Regions from separate parts of the Zea mays genome. Here regions 1, 2 and 4 are each linked to region 3. The links are chromatin contacts, called in public Hi-C maps. All regions are on one chromosome and are shown on one strand. The core of a region is the stretch at or near the end of the contact, and the rest is flanking DNA. Distances in the headings are between cores, read along the strand shown. Region 1 holds the start of LOC100382689 (Drought and salt tolerance protein). Region 2 holds the start of LOC100192115 (Ycf20-like protein). Region 3 holds the start of LOC103625822 (cullin-4). Region 4 holds the start of LOC103625824 (transcription factor PCF6).

Region 1 (2,700 bases), core at 181-2,680, 150 kb before region 3:
GAAGAAAAAAACAGGACAGAGATGAACAACAATTCATCGGGCCATGGCAGAAGGGACGGGAGACGACGAGACGAGACGTACTAATAACATGGCATACCATACGGTGAGAATAGACAGAGGGAGAGAGTGATCAACGTGCCTACTGAGACCTGAGAGCTAATTAAGCGACACGCGTATCGTACGGATAGGCCGGCACATGATTAACAACCTTGGCGTGGCGTAGGTAGACGACGTATCGGAGTGCTAGAGACTGAGGTTGAGGTCGAGCTCCCCGGCGTCGTCGTCGTCGTCGTTGCTGCTTCCGCCGTCGGCGGCGCCGGCGCAGGAGGTGGTGAGCGTGGTGGTGGTGCTGGCCGGGGACGCGGCTGTGACGGCGGCCGAGGCGGTGGTGCCGTGGGAGCCCCTCCTCCAGTTGAGCATGTCATCGCGGCCGGCGCCGCCGGGCTGCTCGGCCGGCTGGTGCGTGGCGTAGCGCGCGCGGGGGGCCAGCACGGCCACGCCGCCGGCCTCGGCCGTCCCCGCCCCCGTGCCTGTCCCTGTCCCTGTCCCTGTCCCCGTTCCCGCCGACACCGCCGCTGCCTCGTGGGGCGCGTAGTAGTTGTAGTGCAGGCCGCTGGAGCCGTGCGAGGCGATGGGGAACGGCGCCGGCACCGGCACGGCGGGGGCGTACACGTGTCCCGCGTACGACGACGCGGGGAGGAGGCCGCCCAAGACCCCCGCGGACGCGCCCGCGCCCGCGACGCCGTAGTCGGCGGCGGCGGCGTAGGCGGGCGGGGCTGTGGGGCTCGGCGGCGCCGCATTGGGCTGCTGCGGGTGCGGGGTCATGTAGAAGTAGGGGTTCCAGCCGATGCTCCGCTCCTTCTTGTGCGCGTTCTGGTGGCCCCCCAGCGCCTGCGACTTGAGGAACTTCTTGTTGCAGAAGAGGCAGGGGAACAGGCGCACGTCCTTGCCGTCCACGCACGCCGTCGCCACGCCGCCTCCGCCCCCGGGTCCCGGCGGAGGCGGCGCGGGAGGCGCTGGCGTCGGCGCCAGGGACAGCGACAGGTCAGCCGCCGCCGCCGCCTGAGACCTGGAGTCGTCGTCCATGTCCGGATATCTGTGGGAGCCTGGGAGGAGGAAATGAAACTCCTTGACCGAGGCTGGGAGGAGGCTGTTCTGTTGCACGCCGACACGGGAGAGCTGGTGAGGGTGAGCTGATGAGAGGTGAGGGGAAGTGCGGTCTAGTCTGGTCTGGTGGTGGTCACTCTAGCTAGAGCTGTGGGTTTTCTATATATGGAAACGCGGACTAGGCCAGGCGGAGGCCAACAGCACAGCACAACAGCGCATCATTTTTTTTGGAGCTTCAGGTACTACTGCTGCTAGTGCCTTTTTTACATATATATTTGCAAACAGTGGTGGCGCTGGGAGTACTACTGCAAGCCTAGCACTGCAATGCTACGAGAGGAGGAGGAGGCTGTTCAGGGGTACAGCGTACTAGTGCATTATATGATGAATGAACACGTAATAAAGCTGAGAATTCTCACACGAGTGGATGAGGGGAACTCTCAACTCTCCCTGGACATCGAAAGGGGGGATCGACCGACGAAACGACAAGCCCACTCGCGAGCAGACGGGGAATATGTGCTGCGCCTGCGCCTGCGCGAGTGGAGGTCTCCGTCTGCCGGGTCCCGTCGCAGGGGGGCCCCGCGAGTCAGTCGCCGAGGCGTGCGGGCGCGGGCGATTGGGCGGCGAGGGGAGGCGGGCCGGCCACATGGTGCCGCGCCATAGGCGAGGAGGAGGGGTGGAGTGGAGCTCGGGGTCAGATCTCCCCCAGTACCAAGCAATTATTTGGTGCCCCCGCCGCGGGGCCCGCGGGGAAAACGAGGCTGGCCGGCCACCATCAGCAACAGGAGCAGGCAGTAGCGGCGGTAAAAGCCTAAAAGGAAAGCAATAGTATATGCTTTCTTTCCAAAAATATATTTAAGTCTTGTTTTTCTCAAAAAAAAAGTCAAACAGTTTATACTCTGAATAGAGGGGTGATTGGTTTCTATAGAGTGTGACTGATTTTTAGGCCTTTTATTTTATTATCTAAATTATCAAATACGAAAACTAAACGTATTTAATAATTTATGGAATAAAATATAACAAAATAGAATAAATTTGACTGACTAAAAATCACTCTGTAGAAACTAAACATCAACTAAGTTTACATAAAAAGATATAAAAACATAATATAAAGTAATTAACATTAGATCAGTTGCAATATAATTTTTTTATAACAAAATTAGTTAGAAATATAAATAGTATCAGTACTTTTACCATTAAGGGGGTGTTTGAATGCGCTAAAGGCTAATAGTTAGTTTTGGCTTAAAAAATTGGTAGTGGAATTAATTAACTAACAAATAGCTAGCTAACTATTAACTAACAACTATTAGCTAGGGTGTTAGATTGTCTCCAACTAATTTTAGCCAATAACTATTAGCTCTAATACATTCAAAAACCTCTAAATTTGAGCTCCACTGACATGTGTGGATACAAGGGGCCCGGGGTACGCAGTACTACTATAGTAGTAGAGATGTAGTACTGCTAGTTGCGTTAAATATTCAAGCCTGATACGTCTGGTGGTTCTTTCCTAAAAACGGAAGCCAGTCACTCGGACCAAGATTCCCAATCTGTACGTACTGTAGGTGGATAACAGCCTGTGCTCCGTGCAAGCTGGGG
Region 2 (2,700 bases), core at 94-2,593, 240 kb before region 3:
CCAGTCATCCAAGAAAAGGCCATCCATAACAGTAACACTTACTGCTTATCTGCTGCATCACCTCTGACACAGACACCCTCAACAATTGGATTCACCTAATTGCACAGAACAGAATCCCATGATTATTAAACTATGAAATGAAAACATACTGGACTTCAACACCATGAGTAATCCTGGTGTCATCTGTCATCTCACCGTGCCAAATATGGACATGGACGAGGAATCGATGCGAGGACGAGCCTTGAGGCTGCTAACCTCAGCATTGCTGAGCTCGGATAGCCTACATGACTTCATCACGCTACTGGTAGTTAACCCTGAAAATCAGGAAGCAATGCTAGATTCTATGAAACAGAGACCAACAAACCTTAGGAACTCGTCGTGGCTGGCAGGAGCAGCAACATCAAAAAATATAATAAACCAACAAGCGTGCACCTCTAGATTTGAGGACTCTGTCAGATGAAAAGATGAGCCCAGAAACGAGCGGCGACAGCACTGGCGGAGCGCTCAGGCTGCCCATCAACAGAGAGTGATTCAATTCTGCAATGTCACAGAGTGTCATATGCGAGGGGAAGGGAGCGCGAAAATTGAACAGAAACCGAGATCGCGGGGGAATGGAGGTAGAGGGAGAGACAGACCACAACGTGACGGTGCGCGTGGTAGGGTTCGTCCAGCGTCCAGCGCACCTAGAATTTGACAAAGAGTAGGACTCTAGCCAGCGACGGAAAGTAGCTACAATTTTTTTTTAAAAAAAAACTAATTGATACGACGATTAAGCCGCATGTTTCACATAAAATTGTTAATAACATTACATAGTACACTTCTACTTTTAATTGTGAATAATCTATAATTTTTAGATTTATGATTCTACAGATAATAGAGAGATACCAGATGCTGGAGGGATTGAGAGGGAGGGCCGCCTCGGAGGGTGGAGCGGCAGAGGGGAGATGTACCTGCCGCTTGGCTGCTCTCACCGGCCACCCGCGTGAGACCACAGCTGGGTAGCCTTCAGCGCTCAACCTGCGCCTTAGCCAGCCCGTCGTAGCTCGTAGCCGCGTGGTTGCTGCTATGGACTCCGGTGCCGCCGCCGGCTGGCTAGCATGCCCACAGGCCGCAAAGCACACAAATCGGGCAGGGCCCGAGGCGCGGGCCAGTTCGGCTCCGGCGGCCAGGGTCTTGGATTTTGCGGTTGCGGACGAGAGGAACTGGGACTGGGAGTCGTCGAGTTCGAGTCGGGAGTCGAGATCGGGACTCCTGTGCGCTGCGGCCTGCGGAAGTGCGGATGCGGGGCTGCGGGCGTCGGGGCGTCGGGGCGTGCGGCGTGAATCGTGAATTCGTGATTGGAGAGGGAACTAGTGTGATATCCTGTCACTAAGATTTGATATCACGCTCTAAGGTTTAATATAATTAATAAAGTATTTATATTAATAAGGTGAATTTTTTTTGGAAACATATCTCGAAAGAAACTCTAAGTTAAGTGTGTTTGGTTTGGAGAGATTTAGAACGGGTGATTGACCGAGAAGTTTTCTCGGGTGTGCATAAGTGAGGACAAAGTGCACACAAAGACACTGTTGGTCTGTAGAGACAATATATAATCCTAGCGAGCTATCAGGAGTAAATACCGCCGGTCCAGGATTGGACGGGGTGTTACAAGTGGTATCAGAGTCGACCCTCGCGGTTTTACGGGCCTGTGTGGGGTAGGGGTTCGCGTATATGACGCATAGCGTATGTGGGCCCAGAGTGGTCACATGACATAGCATGACGACACTAGACACACAGACGTGACTAAGATGGGAGGTTCCTGGATTGGGGTTGACCGACGATGACGCCAGTTTTCTAAGGGGGTGGATTGTGATATCCTGGCCCTCTGAGATGGCGATATACTAGTCCAAAACTTAATAGAATTAATACAGTATTCATATCAATAAGGTGCATCTTCTTTTTTGAAAGTCTATCTAAAAAGAACCTCCGAGTTAAGCATTCTTGGCTTGGAGAAATTTAGTATGTGTGACCGACCGAGAAGTTTTCTCGGGTGCACATGAGTTAGGACAAAGTGTGCACAAAAGACACGTGCTGGTATGTGGAGACAATATATCCTCCTAGTGACCTGCCAGGAGTAAGTACCGTCGGTCCAATATTAGACGGAGTGTTACAATTAGCCAGGGCACCTGCTACTCGTTGTGTGCCTGTGCCAAACAGATGTTCTAAAAAAACGTGACCTATAAAAATGACATATAATTTAAAAATAAGTATGGTAGCAAGTATAAGTTGATGAACCATTAGCCAAACCTCAATAGATACAATCCAATTAGAGACGATGTCTGGTCTAAAATAAGGCACGACCAGAAAATTATAATTGTGTAAAAACAATGGACGCGCTGGAACATAGTGAATATCTTTGTGTCGAATTTAAACTGAACATAGTGAATGTCCCTAATGCAGGCCTGTAACATTTTATCTTTGGAAATTCAGGATGTCAATTGACTTGAGAAAAGTATCTCGGAGAGAGGAACAAGGAATCACATATCTGAATGGCCTGAAATGATCCTACTAGATTATCACATGGCTCAGCTTCTAGCTAGTGAATATTCAAGAGTGTCAATTTCAGTTGGCATCAAGTCATCAGCATGTTTGGACAACTTTTCAGTTGTTTCCCTCTCTCTAACTAAAGTTTAGTTCGTGTCACATCAAACGTTTGAATAT
Region 3 (2,700 bases), core at 190-2,689:
ACCGTTGAAACTGGTGCTTTAAGTATAGTAGAGATATAAGAGCTACACCAAAAACTATTGTCTCTCTGAAATGGCTGAATCCAACAAAGACATCAAAAGATCTATACTCTTCATTTGTTCAGAAAGTAGTGTTGAAAGTGATGCCATCGCCAAAATGTGCATAGGCAATAATCATTTTAGCATGAGTCTACCATATGTTTGGTATTTGATTGTCACAACCAATTTGTAAAGCATACTGGAATGAAGGGTTGTTGACAATCTTGTCTTGGAAATATTTCAGCATACTTATTGTTTGACCGTATTCCATTTCACGTTGTCGCTTAATACATAAATACAATCTGAATGCAACACAGAGCAAAACCTTGATACATTTAGTTTATGCTCCATAATGCAATTTCACAATGGTGGCATACAAGTTCACATGAAGGTTTTGTATAATACGCACAATTCAAAGGTTCAAGATAAGTGGACACATGATTAGTGGTGGTACTGTACCTAGTGGGCAAGCATAGGTGTTTGTGGTGGCGTTGAGGCGTGGAGTCAACAAGCTATATATCGGTGTTTCGAAAAGAGAAAAAGACGATCCCTATGTCTACCGGTTCCTTTCCTTTTTTCTTCAGGCTAAAAACTAGCTCCAACAAGGAACTTTAAAGGGTTCTGTACCCTAAATTTAGAGGATCAGAACGTCCTCTACTCACTCCAACAACGTCCTCTAAACAATCCTCTAAATTTAGAGAACGCTGTTGGATTCTCTATATATAGAGTTTCTCTAAACGTTACTCTATCCATTTAAATACTTTAAACAACCGATTTAGCAAAACTAAAATATGTACAACACATTTGAGAGTATGACAAATATGTATGTACAAAAATTAAAAATAAAAAAATGTCTCTAATATATGTATTTGCGTATAGAGGACGTGATTTAGAGGACGTTGTTGGAGAGGAAGGATATATAGATGATAGAATCTTTTAGAGTAGACTGTAAAGGACGGATATAGAGAATAGATATAGAGGACGTTGCTGGAGATAGTCTAACCGTTTGCCGTGTAGAGATAAACAAACTACTTACTACTCCCTCCAGTGTCCTATCAATTGTTGTTTTGTATAAGGTCCGAATCAAACTTATAAAATTTTATCTATAATTGTTATTTAGTTTTTAAATCTAATATTTATATGCACCGATTTATCTTAAAAGTACTTGTATAAAAGTATAAATGTATTAAGAGTTCATTTGTATTTTAATAAAAAACATTGGTCAAAACTATATTTTAGAGACCGTATCGTTGTCCTAAACGATAATTAATAGAACAGCAGCACATGGAGTATGTTTTAGACATCTATTAACCAATAATTTAAACACATATTGACTAATGTTTTATTAACTAATTATTTTCTGATTAATTAGGCAACCAAAAGAGCCTCACTCCCTGAGTGTGCACTGTGCAGGGTGCCAGTGCCACAGCTCCACACCAGTTCACACACGGACACACCCGAAATCCCACCTCAGCAAAAATCAAGAAGAAAAAAGGAAAAAAAAGACGCGAAACCCTTCCCCCGCCCCAAGCCCCCAACCCGATCTCTCTCATCAGCTCGCTCTTTCCTGTCCCCTCTCCGCCACCTCACCGCCGGCTCGCTCAAAAATCCTCGCGCCGGACGCCGGCCCTGCCTCCGCCTCCGCCTCCGCTGCGCCATGCCCGTCGGCGCCTGATTCATGTCTCAGTCCTACGCCGCCGCCGCCTCGAAGCGCCCCTTCTCGTCCCCCACCACATCTCCGTCCCCGACGTCATCCCCTGCGACGCCGCTTATGAAGAAGGCCAAGCATCCCGCCGCCGCCTCCTCCTCTTCCGTGGGGACCGTAGAGAAGAACGGCATCCAGCTTGATACCGTTGCCGCCGCCATGGGTGGGGGCCGAACGAATGGCGAGGAGGATGCGGACATGGTGCTCGTCAACCAGGACAAGCTCCCCGCGCCCAGCGTGCCGGCCTCTGCTGGCGTTGCCGCCAACCTCTTTCGAAAGAAGGCCACGCTCCCGCAGCCGTCGACCTCCGCCCGCAAGCCGCTCCGCATCAAAATAGGTGCGCTCCCAATCTCTTATTATTCGGAATTCCTTACTCTGCGAGTCTGTTGCGACTAGTCGCCACTGAAGGGGCATGTGGCTGCAATTGATTCCAATTCTGTTGTTTCGGATATGTTACTTCCCAGCTCGTGGGCTAGCTCTAAGTTTTTTGGTTGCCTGGTATTAGGGTTAAAATTCACTAGCAGCAACTATCAGTTCACAGATCACTTGCTCAGACGCCACCTGGACCCACCTAAATTTAGCTCTTTGATGGATGCAACATAAAAATTGGATCTGTACATTGTTTCTGGAAAACTCGTGTTCGGTAGCCTACTATGGCATTTTAGGTTTTCTTTTGTTGGGAATTGATTATGGTTTGGGGCATTTCATATTTTATACCTGTTCATACCATCACACTAATCAGGAGGGATTTGACATAGGAAACATGATACTTCTGTTGAGCGACTTGTGTTTAGTTGTTTGCTTCTGTATATTTCAAGTACTTACTTTGTTTTGTCACACTGTTTATCTATCTTTCTGATTAACCAGTAGCCACTCATACACATTTGATTAATATATATGTAAAAGAGAGACAGCCAACCAAGAAGACAAGAAGGATCTGTTTTCCACTAAGAAGAATT
Region 4 (2,700 bases), core at 101-2,600, 180 kb before region 3:
CCGTCGCATACAGTGGTTGGGCCTGGCCCTCTGTGTTCGGCTTTGCCCTCGGCAGCTCCGCCGGACGCTGTCGCTGGTGCCTGCGACGCTTGCCGGCATGTAGAGTACATGCTGCGAGCGCGAGGCTTATTGAGACTCCAAAACAGTCCCGAAACGCCAATCCCGGCCTGCGGCCTGCGACTGCGACCAAAGCTTCCCGGCACTTTCGAGGTGTGGTCCTTTTCACGACGAAAGGTGGCGGGCGCCACCTGCACTGCACGCCGCGCCGCAACGGACAGCCAGCCAGCCCGCAGCCCCTACCCGCCCTCTACGGACCTTTTCTCGTCTCCACCACGCACACAACCCTCGTTGACCCCAAAAAAAACTGAAAACTTTGCGCTAATTTTCTCCGTACTGTGATAGTGTTGTGCTAAGTGTCTAGTAGTAGCTAGTACTAATGGTACATGTAGGCGCCGCCGAGAGCACTGGCAGAAATGACCGACTGTCGCATCAATGTCATCCAGGGGGGACAGCGTTTCTGCCCGTCGACGTGTGCAGCAGCAGCGTGCCAGCGTGCTACACCGAACAGGCGATCTCGTGTGTGCCTGCCGCCGTCATCCTTTCCCTTCTTCCGCCGGCCCCCGGCCGGTGCTGGCGCGCGGTCAGAGAGACCCGACCCGAGCAGATGTCAGCACGCAGGGCGGGCCGGGCAAGCCATTGCCAAGTGCCAAGCCAGCGCCCGGACCAGCGAGCGGTGCGGCGCGGCGCGGCGAGGGAATTATTGGGTCCTCTCGTCGGCGCCAACCACGCCGCGGCCGCGCTACGGTCGCCCGCCGAACCGAAAGGGGCAAAGCCGTTGCGCTGCGCAGTAGTACCAGGACGTGGAATTTATTGGGCACCACCAGATGCGAGTGGGCCTGGGCGAAGCGCCTAGCTTGGGGGCCTGAGCCTGGCTCATACACATTTGTGCTGCGATTAGACTAGTAAAATAAAATAAACGATGTAGCGTGTAACGATCGTGTAGACTAGTAATATAAAATACCTATGTTTTCCACGCTGAAAAAGAAACAAATTAGAAACTACACGTATGAGGCTATGAAGTGATCCGGTCCTCCGTGCCGTTTTTTTATCCATCCATAAAGAGTAGACCACGGTTCTTGAATCATTGACCAAAGTACGGGATCAGCGCGGAGTGGGGATTTGGCGCCGCCTCGATCGCATTCGCGGGCGCCGAGGGCAGAATAGGCAAGCTGTGGAAACGCTATCCGGTACGCACGGCACGGCATCCGGCGCCGTACGGCCGCGGCAGGCGGCATCACTCCCCAGTCCGCAGTAGTACAGTGCGCGAGAGGCGACAGCGTGCCGAGACCCCCCCACCCGACGCGTTCATCAGTGACTAGTGTACGCGGGGCGTGGTAGGGTACTAGGGTAGGGCAGGGCACCGAAAGGCAGTGCAGTGCCGCAGACGGCAGATCTGACCTCCCCCTAAAGCCTGCCGCCGCCGCTGTCTCTCGCTACCCGCGCTGCGGCTCTGCCCCTGCCCGCAGCAGCACAGCAGTACCGCTGCACCGGGCACCACGAAGCAGCTTCTGCCGCTCCGCACTTCCGCAGCGCCCCGGGCGCGAGGAGAGAGAGAGAGAGAGACCGACGGAGGCAACGAGCGCCCGCCGCGCGCCCAGTGTGGCAGCGCGCGCGGGAGCCGGGAAAATGTTGCACGGGGGTAGGAGCACGGGCGGGCGATTAGGCAGGCGTGGCAGGGCAGCGTAGGGATAAGACCGTGCGAAGAGCTCGAGCAGCAGCACAGCAGCCGGGGCCCCGACGGACGGACGCGGCCGGCGCGCTCGACCGCCAAGCACGCCGGGGAGCACCAGCCGTTGCCTCATTCCAGCAGCTACACCGCCAGGCGCCAAAGCCCACGCGCCTGCCTGGAGCTCCATCTTCCACTTCCACCCCATAAAAGCGCTGCATTCCTCCTCACGGCTATCTCCCGCCGCGCCAGCAGCCAGCGTATGAGCAGCGCCTGCGGCTGCGGGCGGCGCCACTAGGGGGATGGAGGCAGCAGCCGTGGGCGCCGGCGCGCCCGGCCGCTCCCAGCAGCAGGGCTCCAAGCGCGGCCGCGGCGGCGCCGTGAGGGGCAGCGAGGCGGAGGCGGCGTGGGGCCAGCCGCCGCCGCCGCCGCCGCCGCTGGGCCCGGGGGCGGGGTCCCGGATCTACCGCGTGCGGGCTAGCGGGGGCAAGGACCGGCACAGCAAGGTGTACACGGCCAAGGGCATCCGCGACCGCCGCGTGCGCCTGTCGGTGCCAACCGCCATCCAGTTCTACGACCTGCAGGACCGCCTCGGCTTCGACCAGCCCAGCAAGGCCATCGAATGGCTCATCAACGCCGCCGCCGCCGCCATCGACAAGCTCCCGGAGCTCGACCCGGCCGCCTTCGCCGCCCTCCCCGCGCCGGGCGACGCGGATGCCGCCGGCAAGGACAAGCAGCAGCAGGGGAGCAAGTCCGCGGGCAGCAGCACGTCGGAGACGAGCAAGGGATCCGAGCTCTCGCTCTCGCGCTCCGACAGCCGCGGGGGCGCCTCCGCCCGGGACAGGGAGGTCACCGTGGCCAGCACCTCGGCGCAGGCCGCGTCCTTCACCGAGCTGCTCACCGGGGTGGCGTCGGCCGGCGCCATTAGCGCCGCCGAGCACAGGCAGTCCTGGCATCACCAGCCCAACGTCTCC

The links. Hi-C and Micro-C count contacts between places; a contact is called where the count stands out from the background.
Region 1: a Hi-C map of endosperm shows a contact between it and region 3, with 3 times the contacts expected there. The contact joins the promoter of LOC100382689 here to the promoter of LOC103625822 in region 3. A contact is called at or near these places in 4 of 25 Hi-C or Micro-C datasets (bundle sheath, ear, endosperm and 1 more).
Region 2: a Hi-C map of tassel shows a contact between it and region 3, with 2.1 times the contacts expected there. The contact joins the promoter of LOC100192115 here to the promoter of LOC103625822 in region 3. A contact is called at or near these places in 2 of 25 Hi-C or Micro-C datasets (leaf and tassel).
Region 4: a Hi-C map of leaf shows a contact between it and region 3, with 4 times the contacts expected there. The contact joins the promoter of LOC103625824 here to the promoter of LOC103625822 in region 3. A contact is called at or near these places in 5 of 25 Hi-C or Micro-C datasets (ear, leaf and tassel) and 1 of 3 datasets of contacts at active chromatin or transcription factors (seedling).

The regions. Positions count from the first base shown.
Region 1 is chr5:5,228,227-5,230,926 of Zm-B73-REFERENCE-NAM-5.0, reverse strand. LOC100382689 (Drought and salt tolerance protein) reads right to left here and starts at 1,430. Exons shown (of 1, transcript NM_001175413.1): 1 at 54-1,430. The coding sequence starts at 1,086. The coding sequence ends at 244.
Region 2 is chr5:5,322,695-5,325,394 of Zm-B73-REFERENCE-NAM-5.0, reverse strand. LOC100192115 (Ycf20-like protein) reads right to left here and starts at 1,343. Exons shown (of 6, transcript NM_001137538.2): 1 at 951-1,343; 2 at 636-683; 3 at 433-537; 4 at 196-314; 5 at 43-95. The coding sequence starts at 517. It overlaps LOC103625825, which reads right to left. Exons shown (of 4, transcript XM_035958928.1): 4 at 2,218-2,700.
Region 3 is chr5:5,077,850-5,080,549 of Zm-B73-REFERENCE-NAM-5.0, reverse strand. LOC103625822 (cullin-4) reads left to right here and starts at 1,439. Exons shown (of 17, transcript XM_008646220.3): 1 at 1,439-2,078. The coding sequence starts at 1,715.
Region 4 is chr5:5,259,835-5,262,534 of Zm-B73-REFERENCE-NAM-5.0, reverse strand. It overlaps LOC103625824 (transcription factor PCF6), which reads left to right and starts at 1,350. Exons shown (of 3, transcript XR_004849337.1): 1 at 1,350-2,700.